5 separate regions of the Mus musculus genome follow, and regions 2, 3, 4 and 5 are each linked to region 1. A link is a contact called in public Hi-C, HiCAR-type and promoter capture Hi-C data. All regions are on one chromosome and are shown on one strand. The core of a region is the stretch at or near the end of the contact, and the rest is flanking DNA. Distances in the headings are between cores, read along the strand shown.

Evidence for each region. Promoter capture Hi-C pulls out the DNA fragments that hold promoters and counts their contacts. A called contact is a pair of places that touch in the nucleus more often than the background predicts. HiCAR-type assays count read pairs that join an accessible place to other places. Capture Hi-C pulls out chosen DNA fragments and counts their contacts.
Region 2: a promoter capture Hi-C map of adipose tissue shows a contact between it and region 1. The contact joins the promoter of Eea1 here to the promoter of Ndufa12 in region 1. A contact is called at or near these places in 3 of 39 promoter capture datasets (the 3T3-L1 cell line, liver and pre-B cells) and 1 of 9 other capture datasets (adipose tissue).
Region 3: a contact with region 1 is called in a promoter capture Hi-C map of liver, with 3 times the contacts expected there. The contact joins the promoter of Cradd here to the promoter of Ndufa12 in region 1. A contact is called at or near these places in 8 of 39 promoter capture datasets (the 3T3-L1 cell line, HPC-7-derived erythroid cells, the SN4741 cell line and 4 more), 2 of 115 datasets of contacts at active chromatin or transcription factors (astrocytes and forebrain) and 1 of 9 other capture datasets (liver).
Region 4: a HiCAR-type map of astrocytes shows a contact between it and region 1, with 4 times the contacts expected there. The contact joins the promoter of 5730420D15Rik here to the promoter of Ndufa12 in region 1. A contact is called at or near these places in 7 of 39 promoter capture datasets (the 3T3-L1 cell line, the HPC-7 cell line, the SN4741 cell line and 4 more) and 3 of 115 datasets of contacts at active chromatin or transcription factors (astrocytes, embryonic forebrain and forebrain).
Region 5: a Hi-C map of CD4 T cells shows a contact between it and region 1, with 3 times the contacts expected there. The contact joins the promoter of Nedd1 here to the promoter of Ndufa12 in region 1. A contact is called at or near these places in 1 of 39 promoter capture datasets (pre-B cells) and 1 of 484 Hi-C or Micro-C datasets (CD4 T cells).

Annotation. Positions count from the first base shown.
Region 1 is chr10:94,197,678-94,200,377 of GRCm38.p6, forward strand. It overlaps Ndufa12 (NADH:ubiquinone oxidoreductase subunit A12), which reads left to right and starts at 1,358. Exons shown (of 4, transcript NM_025551.4): 1 at 1,358-1,453; 2 at 2,273-2,355. The coding sequence starts at 1,368.
Region 2 is chr10:95,939,276-95,941,975 of GRCm38.p6, forward strand. Eea1 (early endosome antigen 1) reads left to right here and starts at 1,388. Exons shown (of 29, transcript NM_001001932.3): 1 at 1,388-1,697. The coding sequence starts at 1,674.
Region 3 is chr10:95,322,357-95,325,056 of GRCm38.p6, forward strand. Cradd (CASP2 and RIPK1 domain containing adaptor with death domain) reads right to left here and starts at 1,353. Exons shown (of 3, transcript NM_001330138.1): 1 at 1,113-1,353; 2 at 230-533. The coding sequence starts at 527.
Region 4 is chr10:95,416,031-95,418,730 of GRCm38.p6, forward strand. It overlaps 5730420D15Rik (RIKEN cDNA 5730420D15 gene), which reads left to right and starts at 1,345. Exons shown (of 5, transcript NR_045339.1): 1 at 1,345-1,649. It overlaps Socs2 (suppressor of cytokine signaling 2), which reads right to left and starts at 827. Exons shown (of 3, transcript NM_007706.4): 1 at 588-827.
Region 5 is chr10:92,721,107-92,723,806 of GRCm38.p6, forward strand. Nedd1 (neural precursor cell expressed, developmentally down-regulated gene 1) reads right to left here and starts at 1,312. Exons shown (of 15, transcript NM_008682.2): 1 at 1,217-1,312.

The sequences.
Region 1 (2,700 bases), core at 108-2,607:
GGAAGGTGCAAACGGGGAAGGATATAGAAGGGGCTTCAAAACTATTGGCAGTATGTCAAGCATCAAGGTTTTGCGGTTAGCCACCCCAAACCTACCAGTTAGAAGTGTGCATTTTCACATGAATGTATAATACAGACAGAGGTGGTCAGGGACAACCTATCTCCATTCAGTCAGAACAGGGGTCTGGCAGAAATCATGGGTTTAAATCTCTGTAGTCACTGAGTATTAGTGGCTGTTAGCTGGGACTTGCAGTGGGACAGAATCTGGGCATGGCCAGAGTCTCTCTGTTCTGCTCCTTACTGCCTACTGGCTGTGTTCTAAGGGAAAGAGCTGGAGGCCAATTTGCCTTCTATCCTGCTATCAGAAGTCTCCTGTGACTCCCCTGCATTCTAGTCATCAAAAAACATACATATTGTGAGGAATATGTAAAGACACACAGGGCTTGGAAACAATATGCAAATAACGCAAAATATTTTTAAAATGAAATTAAGAATATTAGCTGCTCTTGCCAAGGACCTGGGTTTGATCTTAGCCTACCTTGCAAGCGTGAGAAAAGAAGTTACAGCTCAGAGCCCATGTAGAAAATTCGGGTATGGTGGCACCTTTGTAGACTCAGTTCCAGGGATGTGGAGGCAGGTGTATTCCCGAGGTTCGCAATCTGGCCAGCCTTGTCGACTTGACACTTAACTATTTTTAATCTTTAATTTTATTAATCCTAGTTTCTTCTTTCTTTTCTTTTCTTTTTCTTTTTTATGGCTAGGGGTTTGCCAGTATTGTTTATTTATTTTATTATTTTGTAAAGCACTAACTCTGTGATGAAGTCTACCTAGTGTCTGTGCTTACACCTTGCAACAATAAAATAACAAATCCTTCAGGTATTTTACTTAATCTTATTCTTTGCAATTCTTCATCACTCATCTACCAGCATACCGACGCTTAATGAATTCAAAATCATACGCACTCTGTATTAAATGTACAATACCGCTGTGGGGTCAGTAATGCATTTCTTAGCTTCTAGTGCTATAAGGAATTTTTGGAATGTGCGTCATCGTTGTCTGGAGGAAGAAACTTATTTCGACAGGAGAAACTCCCATCTGGGAAAGCTTTGCTTGGCGTACTTCTCCCCGCAGGGTCGCTTTCTGGGTACAGCCTCCGAAAACATTAATTTCACCTTTAGGAAGACACCAACCTGTACTGTAAAACCCCAGATAATCCTCCCTGCGCGACCTCCAGCTCTGCGCCTGCGTAGAACGACCTCCGCGGCCGGTTGACGAGCAGGAACCTCCAAACGGTGGCGCCTTGAGTATCTCGTCTTCCGCCCGGCGGGTTTTACCCGAACACGGAAGGGGCGGACCATGCAGATGAGAATGGAGCTGGTGGAGGTCCTGAAGCGCGGCGTGCAGCAGGTCACCGGCCACGGCGGCCTGCGGGGCCTCCTACGGGTTTTCTTCAGGTAGGAGGCCAGGGCTAGACCCTGGGTCTCTGGGGACGCACCTCCGCTGGCTGCTTTCCTGGAAAGGAGCTCAGATTAGATCACTTTGGAGGTCCAGGGATCCGGTCAAGGACAAGTTCAGTCCCAAGAGTTGAGTTCCTTGGACTGAGACGTCTCTGGGCCCTACTCAGCCCCTAGTGGCGGAGCTGTGACGCAGGTGCTAGGGTAGCCGGGATGCTCCGGGCTCGAGTCCTGGGGTGTAATGAGGCTTAGCATAGCAACCCCTCTACCCCTCACGGTGACCTTGGGCAAGTTTTCCTCTGCACTGTGTACAGTAAGAAGTTGAAGGTGGCGATCATGCTAGTCCCGATTAGCCCCATAAATCGCAGCAAATCCGGAGGACCAGTGAATAATCCAGGGGACACTCGTAATACGAAGATGATGAAGTACTTTGACTGCCTGAAGGTTTTGCTAACTTAGTGTCTCAGGGTGCACGTATCTACATACGTGGACCGTAGCTGGAAAGTAGTGTTTTATATGCAATCTAAGCACATCAGTTGTTTGGTTGATTACCCCCCCCACACACACACACCTGTCTGCATGCTGCTGGGACAACACAGGAGACTCCAGAGCTCTTTGCCAGAAAGTTAATTCGTGAGCGTTGAGTGGCAAGAGCCTTCGGCTGAAGGCTAGAGGTGTACAAGCAGCGAGCATCCCCCGTAGCATCTCGTTCTTGTGTCGATGCAGAAACAGTCGGTGGTACGGTCTGTTTCTGGGTTTGTCTTGAACAGTGTGAATCATTCTGAGATGCCTTTTTTTTCCTCTGTGTACTTCTTAAAGGGCAAATGATATAAGGATTGGTACACTGGTGGGAGAAGACAAATATGGAAATAAATACTACGAAGACAACAAGCAATTTTTTGGTGAGTGCAGTATTTTCTTTTTCTTTTATTTTTTTAAGATTTATTTTATTATTATATGTAAGTACACTGTAGCTGTCTTCAGACACCCCTGAAGAGGGTGTCAGATCTTGTTACAAATGGTTGTGAGCCACCATGTGGTTGCTGGGGTTTGAACTCAGGACCTCTGGAAGAGCAGTCGGTGCTCTTAACCGCTGAGCCATCTCTCCAGCCCAGTATTTATAGATTTTGTGTGTGTGTGTGTGTGTGTGTGTGTGTGTGTGTGTGTGTGTGTGTGTGTATAAATGGATGGGGTTAGGATTCAGAGTCTAGTTTTGACATCATGCATGAACAGATACTAAGTGACTT
Region 2 (2,700 bases), core at 138-2,637, 1.7 Mb after region 1:
CCAATCAAGGGTACACAAAGTAGTTAATTTTCCCGTTGAGATCTGTTCTCCAGACTCGTGAGCTTTCCTCTGGAGACTCTTAAAATGAGAGTTCATCAGATTCAAGGGGTTTTCTGGGTAGAAGAATTTTGACCCATGATTTTAAATTTCTCAAGAACAATGAACAGCACAAGCAATCTACACAATACAAAAATAGGACAAAGTTCTCAAATCTGGTAGCCCCCCCACCCCCACAATCCTGACCTAACAGCGTCCTGGAGGCCCCACCGACTCAGAAACTGACACTGCATTTAGCTTTTCCACAAGTCCCTAGGATTATTAGCTACAGATAGAGAAACCTTACCTGAGGTATTCAATGCTTTCCCCCACCCCACAATCTAGGCATCCCCAGTTCCCAGCCTTTCTGATTGCTCTCTCAGCTCCCAGGTCACTAGGTACTGTCAGTATCCCAAGTTTCACCTTGTGCAGTTTAGTCATCTAGAACCTGGCAGAGGCCTCCCAAGCACTGGAATTGCCTGGGAGAGAAACACTTATAACAGAGCAACCCCGAATGCACATTACAGAGAGTTTCTAGAGACAAAGAACACAGAAAACTCACATCCTAGCTGGCAGTTGAAGGAGGAAGCAAGCAAGTGGTTAAACAGAAGCCAAGGACACGAAGTTAGCTGGGGTATTTCTACCCCTTGCTTTTAGAACATAGTTAGGTGCTTTCCCACGGAAGGGCTAGTAAAAGTGTGTGTGTTTCAGCTTAAAACAAGGATGGCTCCAGCTGAAATAAGATGAAGAAACCTTTGCCCTGTCACAAAAGGATAAACCCAAACTTCTCTAGTTAATCCCAAACCCAGCCTCCTCCCATGTTTTATTGTTGCTCTGATTGCAATCAGAAGCAGGAAGGAAGCGGGTAACCTGGGTATGGAAAAGCAGGGGGAAGCCCAACACAGTTAAGTAAGCCTTGGTTTCTCGGGTCCACAATGGCTTGGAGTTTAGAGGTCGAATCAGCCTTTCCAGCCAAGAGGAGGATCCGGCTCGGGGTTGCTGCACTAAGAGCGCTAGCAAACTTCCATCCTAGGCTGGGGCTCAGCTGAAGTTAGCTCTAAAACCTGTTCTTCCATCCCCGTGTGGGGGACACCTCCAGGCGGGACCCGTGAGGTCCCCACGCATCTTCTCCATCAGAACACCAGGCAACCCTCAACATTCCCGAGCAGGGTCCGGCACCCAAGGTCCAAGCTCTCGGCGGAAGAAGCCAAGGCACCAGCTTCCTGTGGCCTGTCTCTCACACTAGCCCCGCTTCCGATTGGTCGAAGCCTCGGGCCGGCCCTCCCTCCGGCCCCGCCCTCCCCGCGGATGGACAGGCCGAGGAGGCGGGGCTGCAGCGGCTCCGCCCCTCGGCCCCGGGCGGGCGGGCCCGCCCAGCTGTCAGTTACGGGGGCGGCCCGGCAGGCGGGCGCTCGCTGGCTCCCTCCTCGCTGGCTCGTGCTCGTGAGCCTCTCGCCGCCTGTGGGGAAGTCGGGGCCGCCAAAGCCGCGTCCACCGCCGCCTCTTCCCCGCCCTCCTCCCTCCCGGCTCGGCTGCCGGCCCCTCGCGCCCTCCAGTCGTGAGTAACCCGCATAAGGGCGCGGAGAGTCCCCGCGGCGGCGGCGGCGGTGACGGCGGCGGCGGCGGCCGGCCAAACCATGTTTCGAAGGATCTTGCAGAGGGTAAGAGTGAAACCGTCCTTCCGGCAGCACGTGAGCGCGAGCGTCCGAGCCCGGCCGCGGGGCAGCCCGGGCTGGAGGGCGGGGGCGCTCAGAGCTCCGCTAGGCCCGGTGACAGCGTGCGCCGAGGCCTGCTGGTCCTGCCGGAGCCGGGCTGCGGGTGGGGCGGGGCGCAGGCCGGAGCCCGGAGGGCCTCCAGCCTCGGCTCCCGCGCTCGGGGCTGTCACCACGGGCTGGAGGGTGTGGTGCCCGCGCGCGCCCCTCCCCGCTCCCCGCTCCCGGCTCCGCGCCCGTGGGTGCTCGGCTGCGGGCGGCTGCGGGGCCCTTCCCTGCCCCAGCGTGCCACCACCTTCCCACGACACGCACCTGCCTGTCTGCCTCCTTACTCATCTATCTGCACGGTACAGGAGGGTCATGGGAGACCCGGCCTAGTCCTGGGACTTGAAGACGCTGAACTGCCAAAGTCGGTGGAGAAGGAAGATATTACTCACTGTTGGAAAGTTTCTTTTAAGAATTACAAGTGCATTTTCCTCTCCAAGACCCAGAACCTCATTTTAGTTATCCAGGACTAAATGGCTCAAACGGCAGATACACTCCAGTTTAGTTTCCACCAGGGCTATCTCAATGTAAAATCTGGGAAATCTTGAGGGTAAAAAGGTAAGAGCGTTGGAAAGCCGTAGATGTTTTGTTTAGGTACCAGTTCCTAGAATAACATAATTAAAATCGCTTCTAATAAGAGTTGCCTACTCAAGTGTTTTGGATAGCTTCCATTCGCTCCCTTCTGCAGCTGGTTAATGTAAAGAGATGTTACCTAGAGAGTAGGAGAATTAGTTCAAAGGACAAGAACTTACTGAATGTGTAGCATTTAGTTAAGAAATGTGCCAAGGAGGGTTGAGTCAGCCAGTACACAGGAAGGGAAGATTCTGTTTAGACAGCTTCTGTGAAACATTGAAGTCATCTGGTCATACATCAGAGGAAACATAGTTAACGTCTGCTCTGGCCCTCT
Region 3 (2,700 bases), core at 103-2,602, 1.1 Mb after region 1:
TACTCTCAGTTCCCTCCTTAACCCCTCAGCCTCAGGGTTCATGTTCCCTTCCTTCCTCGAGTTTCCTAACACCGCCTCCTCGTCTTGACCCTCCGACGCCATGCCCTCTGCATCCAAACCGTTGCCCATGCTCGTGGCCCTGGTCCCTCCTAAAAGACCAAATTCCAATCCACTGGGCATGGTTGCAACACTTCCAGAGCTGTTTTGAGGGGATCTCTTTGGGGCCTACCTGTAGGCAGCTCGGCTGTGACTTCCTCTCTCGCCTTCTCCAGCTTCTCTCTTACCCAGGGAAATTCCTGGAGGGAATCGAGGAAGGTGTCAAAAGCTTTGGGGCCCCTGGAAGGCAGGATGTCCAGCAACAGCATTGTCTTCCGGAGGCCTGTGGTTTGAGCTTTGATTTCTTGAATGTGGTTTTCTGTCAAAATTCCTTCCTGGTAAAGGTACTGAAGAACCAGTCCTTCCACCAGTACCTCGGCACCCAGCTCCAGACGCAGGGAGCGGAGTACCTGCTTGTCTCTGGCTTCCATTTCTTCCTGGAAAGAGCCAAAATGAGCACCTAGGTTTCAGGAATGCTGATGGACACCCCCCCCCCCAAAGTCAGTGTATTGCTGCAAACTCATTAATGAGCACCTCAAAAATCAGTCAGGTCTTTATATCTTAAGAGGCTGCTGAGCCACGGTGTTTCCTAAGCGGCTGTTAAGCCAAACCACGGATATTTCAAACACTTCCCGGCATAATGAACGACACTCATTATGGATGTTTCTACCTCTGCTTCTCACGATAATGGGGCCCTATTTCAATTCCTTGTGCAGTAAGAGAGCCAACAGAAAACAGATCTGATCCCTTACTTAAAATGCAATCCCTAAGGATTACAGATTTATTAATCTATTTATATTATTATATAAAATTAAATGCTAGAAAATAGTGGATTTCAATATTGCTTTGCCAGAGTTAGTCCAGCACCCACGCTTTAGAAACTGCTAAAAAGCACCAGGGACATTTATTTATAGACCCTGACCAGCAATAGAAGACAGTCCGGAGGAAAGAAGTTTATAGAGCATTCAAAGAAAGGACAAGCACCCTCAAGAAAATGAGTGTTTGTGTGCCTTTACCGATAAGCCTCACAAGAATTCGGAATGTGGGTCGCAGTAGGGCCGTGAGCACGCATGCATGGGACACTGAATGAGCTCAGGTCGCTAGTGTGCTGCGGGGTGGCTTGCGGTGGCAATGAAGGCAAGGGGAGCAAGGGTGGCGGGCGGGGCTTCTGCCACCCTCAGCCCACACAAGCGGGACGTCGGATCCCAGCCTTGCTCGCGATCTTCCGCCAAATCGGGAGGTGGCAGGTGAGGAGGGCGTGGGTGACCGTTTTGTTTTGTTTTGTTTTGGCAGCGTGTTTCCATTTGGAACTTGTAAAAAGTTCCCTGTCTCGGCAGCTGAAAGCCGTGGTTGTGGCACAGTTAGAGCTACCGACGATTTTCACGGTAAATGAAGCCGCAGACTGTCCTCTCGGAGGAAACCGACCCCCGGCACCGCCACCCGAACCCCGGTCCAGCCCCCGGGAGAGCCGCGCAGGGGCGATGTCGCCACGGCGCGGGGACAGCGAGAGAAGATGGAGTCATCTTACTTACGTCTGCGACCACGTACCGTTTAAAAAAAAAAAAAAAAAGAATAACTAAAACTACAACCGGAATCCAGACTGCTAGGGAACCTGTACCATAAAGACCATCTTTGTTGAGGGCAAAAGTCCTAGACAGGAAGTATTGCGACCATCTTTGTTAAAGGCAAGAGCAGGAAGTGCTGTAGCCATCTTTGTTGAGGGCGCAAGACGTCAGGTTGAAGTTTGTTCCGCCATGTTTGCTGTGGGAAAAGAGGCACACTCTCCTACATTAAAAAAGAGAGAGAGTGGTTTAAAAACTCTAAGGCAGTAGTTCTCAATCTTCCTAATGCTTTGACCTTGTAATATGGTGTCCCCCAACCATAAAATTATTTTTGTTGCTACTTCATAACTAATTTTGCTATGTTATAAATCCTAGTGTAAACATCTGTGTTTTCTGATAAGTCTTACACTGCCACTGTGAAAGGGTTGTTACAGAGCCACAGGTTGAGAACAGGTGATCTACGTTATCTAAGTGAAAGAGTAAATGAATTGTTGAATCTTAACAGAAAAAACTCCATGAGAGCCTGACTATAATAAGCTAGTCAAAAGTTAATCTAGCAGTTAAGCCCTGAGTTCAACTCCCAGTAATATACACCTACATGCACAAATTACTTCATAAAATAAAACAATTAATAAACTCATTAATTAGTTGGGTGACATGTAACAAAAAGGATGTGTGTGCTAAAAAAATTTTTTGACAATAGAAAAAGAATATTTCTACCAGTACCTCCAGTTGAAAATAAAATATCTATAAACATATCAGTAGACACTTATAAATCTCCTTCCTCAACACCTTTCAACTGTATGTGCAAACTTACAATGCTAATATACTCCAGGGTTTCTATGCAGGCACTAGCTGTCTTACTGACAGTGTTTTTATGTAAGTGGTAGGAATTCTTTTTAGCATTTCAAATCATTGCAGTCTAGAGAAGCAGGAAAGTCAATTGTATCATCCAAAATCTCACAGCCAATACAGAGTAAAACCTAAATTCTAACCAAGTCCCTCTGATCTCCTGCTCTTTCCAGTACACCACACAACCATG
Region 4 (2,700 bases), core at 95-2,594, 1.2 Mb after region 1:
GGCAGCCTCCCCAGCGGACAAGGGGCGGGGGAGCCAGGGGGCAAGGAGGGGTGTCCGTCTGAGTTCCCCGGGTGACGTTTATTTGTGGAAGGAGATGCCTGGGGATGCAATCGGCTCTGCGCTCAGTAAAAGCAACCGAGTTTTTCTGCGCCAAAGGCAGACAAAAATCCCAGGGATCGTCGCCTAGCTTCCCCCCCCCCTCTCCGCCCCAGGCTGACACCCCTGCTCGCCAGTGCCGGGTTTCCCTCCAGTTGAAGCGGAGGAGATGGGAGAAAGAGAAGGGGTGGGGTGGGGGAGCAAGGGCGGAGGCTGGCGGGGAGGAGCGGGAGATCAGGTTATTAGGATTATAAATTTGGGTAGCAGTTGTTGGGGGGTGGGGGTGCTCGGAAAATTTCCCGAGACCGAGAAGGAACCCGGGAGAGAGGAGGCAGTTGAGTCCGGATGGGGCAGAGCCCCGACTTGAACTCTCCCGGGGCGCCCTAAACTGCGGACGCCCAGGCGGTCCGCCGCCGCCCCCGTGCTCGCACCCCGCCGCCCTCCCGGCCACTGTCCCCCCGGGCGGAACCTTCGGGCTTCGCGAGCGGTACCTGCCGCAAGCTTCCGGGCTCCGGGCACAAGGGATCTTGAGGGCGCGCGCCTGGAGTCCCGGCGCGCACTGTCCGAGACCCGCGCAGCGTTGGCGGCTGCGGGAGGAAAGGCTCATGCTTCAGGGGGGAAGCCCAAGGCCCGGGAGCCGCAGAGGCGGCGAGACTTGGCAAGAGTTAACCGTCTGTCCCCGGAGCCGAGTGTGCGCGCGACTTCCCAGCCCGACGCGCCTCCCTCGCTCCCCGCCTCCCGCCCCTCGCGCCCCGCCCGGCCGCGGCGGAGGCCGCTTTCCAGGAACTTTCCAGGAATCCGCCTCACGTGACCGCAGCCCCCGCCAGCGCTTTAAAGAGGCCCCGGCCGCTAATGCGCAGGCTTCAAGGGAGCCGGGTGGAGAGAGCCGGTGCGGGTGCTGGTGCTGGTGGCTGCGGGGTGGAAGCCTGCGACTCCGCCCTCCTCTGACCCTGCACCTCGGGGTGCTCGGGAACAAGGAGAAGTCCCCAGCCAATGCCTATTAAGCCACCAGTACCTGCCCCTGTGTCTGCAACAGCTGAGCACCTCGGTCCCGCGAATAGCAGCCCCTCTTCTCCCCAGCCCTCCACGTAGGAGGGAACCTTTAGGCCAGCCATCCACCCCGCTGTGCGCCTGCCAGACGCGACCCTCCTCTCCTCCATGTGGGATGCAGGACCAGCGTGCGGGAAGGGGGCGGGGCTCAGATGTCCGTCCCTCCCTCTCTAAGACACACACAGAGCTAGAGCTAGCACGCCACTGCCCAGGTCGACTACCACTCCCGGGCACCTCGGGAAGCGAACCAGAGACTGTCCCCTCCGCCAGCATCCTAGAAGGCCAGGAAAGAGACGAGCTGAGCGCCTCCTTAAAGCTGCGCAGACTGCCCTCAATCCCTCCCCCCTGGAGCTCCAACTGGTAGTCCCCTGCATCAGCCTTGCCCAGCTTCTCCTTTCCTCCTCAGCTCAACTCCTGCTTGCCCTTCGGGAGACCCACCCTGGCCACCCTACAGAGGAGGTGCCCTTACCTGTGCCCGGGTGGGGTGCGGGGTCACAGGCCTGGTGCGTTTGTCTCTGTGAATCCTTGCAAAGCCAGGGACCCGGAGTTCGTATTGATCCCAGTACTTCTTTCCTATTGGGACCCTCACCTCCCACTCTGTAAGAGGCCACCTAGCCTCCGCGCCGGCATCCAGGCACGCCGGCTCCTGAAACGTGACCCACTTTGAATGTGACCTACTTTTTTTTTTTTTAACAGAAAAACAAAAACAAAAAAAAAACACTCATGGGAAAACCGGATTCGAAATTTCGATAACCATTTTTCTTTGAAATACTGTTCTGTTGCCCCACTGCTCAAAAGCTTGAAAGGTCAATGGCCACTTTTAGTTGAAGCTGTGTCTATGGGGAAGTTGGGCAAGGGTGGCCAGGAGAGGTTGAGAGAGGCGCGGCTTCCAAGCCTTGCCTGGTGCCCCGCCTGCCGGCCCTGGAAGGAAACACAACACGACCGGCCAATTCCAAGGCCCCGAACCAATTTTTATCCACAGTAATTTTTTTCCTCTTAAATAATTCTATGCACTTACAGAATGGTGAACGCGAGGGGAGGACATAAGCCAGCTTACAGGGGCTTTGTCAGCGATAGATTCGTATGTGTGGCCGCGGAGGGGGGAGGCTGTTTTCCTGGAATCTTTGATGGGAAGGATGCCTCTTACTCAAGTTTTAGAAAGCCTGTGTAAAGCCAGGGAGTAACTTAGCAGGATGCTTACCTTCTTTAGGTCCCTAACGTTTTCTGTAAACTTAAAAACAAGATGTCGGTGAAAGGTTAGCATGAACGGACAGGCGGATCCCTCTGGAGTTCTGTGTAGTGAGTTGGAGGCCCAAGTTAAACTTTTTAAGCCTCTACAATGTGCAGGGATAACTAAGACCAACGTTTTATGAATGGTTGATCCTTTCTTGGTAGAAAACCTCAGAGGAAGTGGAAGTGTGTGCCTGTGCTTCTGCACTCCTAAAGGGTTTTGGTTTTTTGTTGGTTTTTTTGTTGTTGGTGGTGGTGTTTTTTTTTTTTTTTTTTTTGAGATCATACAGATTAATTTTTCTTTGTCAGGTGTAGTAAATCTTC
Region 5 (2,700 bases), core at 62-2,561, 1.5 Mb before region 1:
TTTCTTTTTATAGGTCAACACAGTTTCATTGATACTTGAAGTCTAATAAAAAGTGGTTACTTTTTTTTTTTTTTTTTTGGTTTTTTGAGACAGGATTTCTCTGTATAGTCCTGCCTGTCCTGGAACTCACTCTGTAGACCAGGCTGGCCTTGAACTCAGAAATCCGCCTGCCTCTGCCTCCCGAGTGCTGGGATTAAAGGTGTGCGCCACCACGCCCTACTTTTTTTTTTTTTTTTTTTTTTTAAGGGATGCTACGGCAGCTACAACACACTGAATTGATTCCATCTGGTGACATAGGGGGCTGAATTTAACCAAGGTTAAAGGCCAACAGTGGTCAAAGACACGCCCCCACATCATCAACAAAAGCATCATACATATCTGGGTTCCAGAGGACAAACTAAAAAGCATAAGGCAGAAATCATTGAGTCTCAAGAGGAAAAATAAATAAATAAATAAAGTTTATGGAAAGGATTAAAACAGTTATTTGTTGTGCATATTTTTGGATACAGTAGTGTGTGGGGTGGTTCTGAGTTAGAAGGGACCCCTAGTAGGTGAGGCTAAAAACTTGCAGAGTCACCTGTTGAATTGTAGACAATGTTTCTATTTGGTGACTAAAACACTTACTCAATGCCCCTTGTTCCCCGGCCCATGGAAAAACACAGGGTAGAAAAGTTGAACTCTGAAGAACAGTAAACAGCTGCAAGCTGCTGCTACCCTAACCCCACACAAGGAGCCTACTGTGCAGTGTGGTGCAATGAGTGGATCAAGGCTCTTCAGAAGAGTTAAGCGACCCACACAGCTTCAGTGAGGCTGACTTCACGGAGACCTCTCACAGTCCCTTCGCTTGGCTTCTGGGCTCTGACATCAGTCCCCGGGAGAGGATCCCGGGAAAGAAGAGCGACAGCGACCAACTGCACTCTCTGCTCAAGAAGAGTTCTCGGGAGTTGCACCCCTAGCCCAGGGCGCCTGCGCTCAGCAGCTACGGGCGAGCCAGACCCGGGAGTCGGGGTGGACGAGCCGCTCGGGGCAGCTTGGCCCTTAAATCCGGGGCCCGCGACCCGGTCCTGTCCTGTCCTGTCCTGCCCGGTCCCCGGCCACTTTCCAGCGCGCGCGCGCGCCCGCTGCCGCCCAACGCAGGACCGAAGAGGCTGACCTCGGGGGTCCCCGGCCCAAGGCCACCGCGCTCACAGAGCCTCCCTGTCAGGCGGAACCTCACCTCTCAAGCGTGGGGCCACAGGGGAGGCCCAGCTCCACCCGTTCCTCGCTGCGCTTCCGGCTCCCGCCTGGACTGTTAAACTTGGGCGGCCGGAAGTCCCGCCTCGCATGACGTCACGGGAAAGGCGGTGCCCCGAGCGCTCAGCCCGCGGGGGTGCTGGGTGGCCTCCCACCCTGGGGCGGTGCAGAGGAAGATATCCTAGCCTGTAGCTACTGCTCCTTTATCACTCATTTGTTTGCTGGCTACTGTGTGCCAGGCGCTGAGTTAGGCTGTGGGTGTGCACTTACTGTGTTTAGCTTGAAGGGACAAGAGGTCAGTCAACACGCAGGTTCCCTAGCCTGCTGGAGATTACAGTCTAGTTAGGAAGTTAATATTAACACTTCTGTAGGGAAAGGGAAGGCAAGAATAAAATGCCAGGCAGTGGCGGTGCACACCTTTAATCCCAGCACTAGGGAGGCAGAAGCAGGCAGACTGCTGAGTTCTAAGCCAGCCTGGTCTACAGAGTGAGTTCCGGGACAGCCAGGGACTACACAGAGAACCTCTGTCTTGAACAAAACAAAACAGAAGAATAAAAGATGGGGAATTCACGGGCAACTCTCAGTTCCCACAAAAAAAGGTGTCACAGTTATCACAAAGAAGAACGCTCATAATAAAGGCAATTAACATGGTTGGTTTAGGAGAGGATTACTTGAGAGGAAGCCAAGAAAAGCTGCAGGTTAAACATCTAACTTCAAAGGGGTGTGGTGGTACAAGCCTTTAATCCTAGCACTCAGGAGGCAAAGGCAATGGGATCTCTGTGAGTTCAAATCCATCCTGGTCTACTGAACGAGTTCCAGGACGGTTATACAAAGAAACTCAGTTTCAAAGAGGGGAGGGAATGGAGAGGAAATTGTGGCAGGAGTGGGAGAAGGAAAGGAGGGGAAGAGAAAGGAAGGGGTGGGAGGGAAAAGGAGGAAAGCAGAGGAGAGGAACATCTAACCCAAAACGAACCCTAACCCTGAGAACAAACCCAGTAGTGACTTCAGCCTCTGAGCTAGCCATCTTCACATCCGCAGCTTCACATGCTGCTGTTCAGGTACATGAACACCAACTCAGTGGTTTTTTGGTTTTTTTGTTTTTGAAGGAAATGTATTTCATGGTAGAAAGGGGCCAATGAACTGAGTTTTCCCAACATTCCTGCTAAAAGATTGCTCTGTTGAGAGTTCTTACTTCCATCACTGATAGCATGTTCCTATGGAAAGTGTTGCTCCTTTGTCCCAGGTGCACACCGGATGTGTTTCTCAACTGGATACATAATGTCCCAGTTATCTGAACCCATATCAAAAACAACTGGAAACCTAAGAAGTGCCAATCCCCACCTCCCCTAGGAGAAAAAGAAGTCTCTCCAGCTTCTGGAAGCTGGTGAGGAACAACCATAAAATGAAGACGGGGAGCAAGCAGTATATGCCTTGTGTAATCTGCAGCTGCTTTTGGTGTTATTAGCT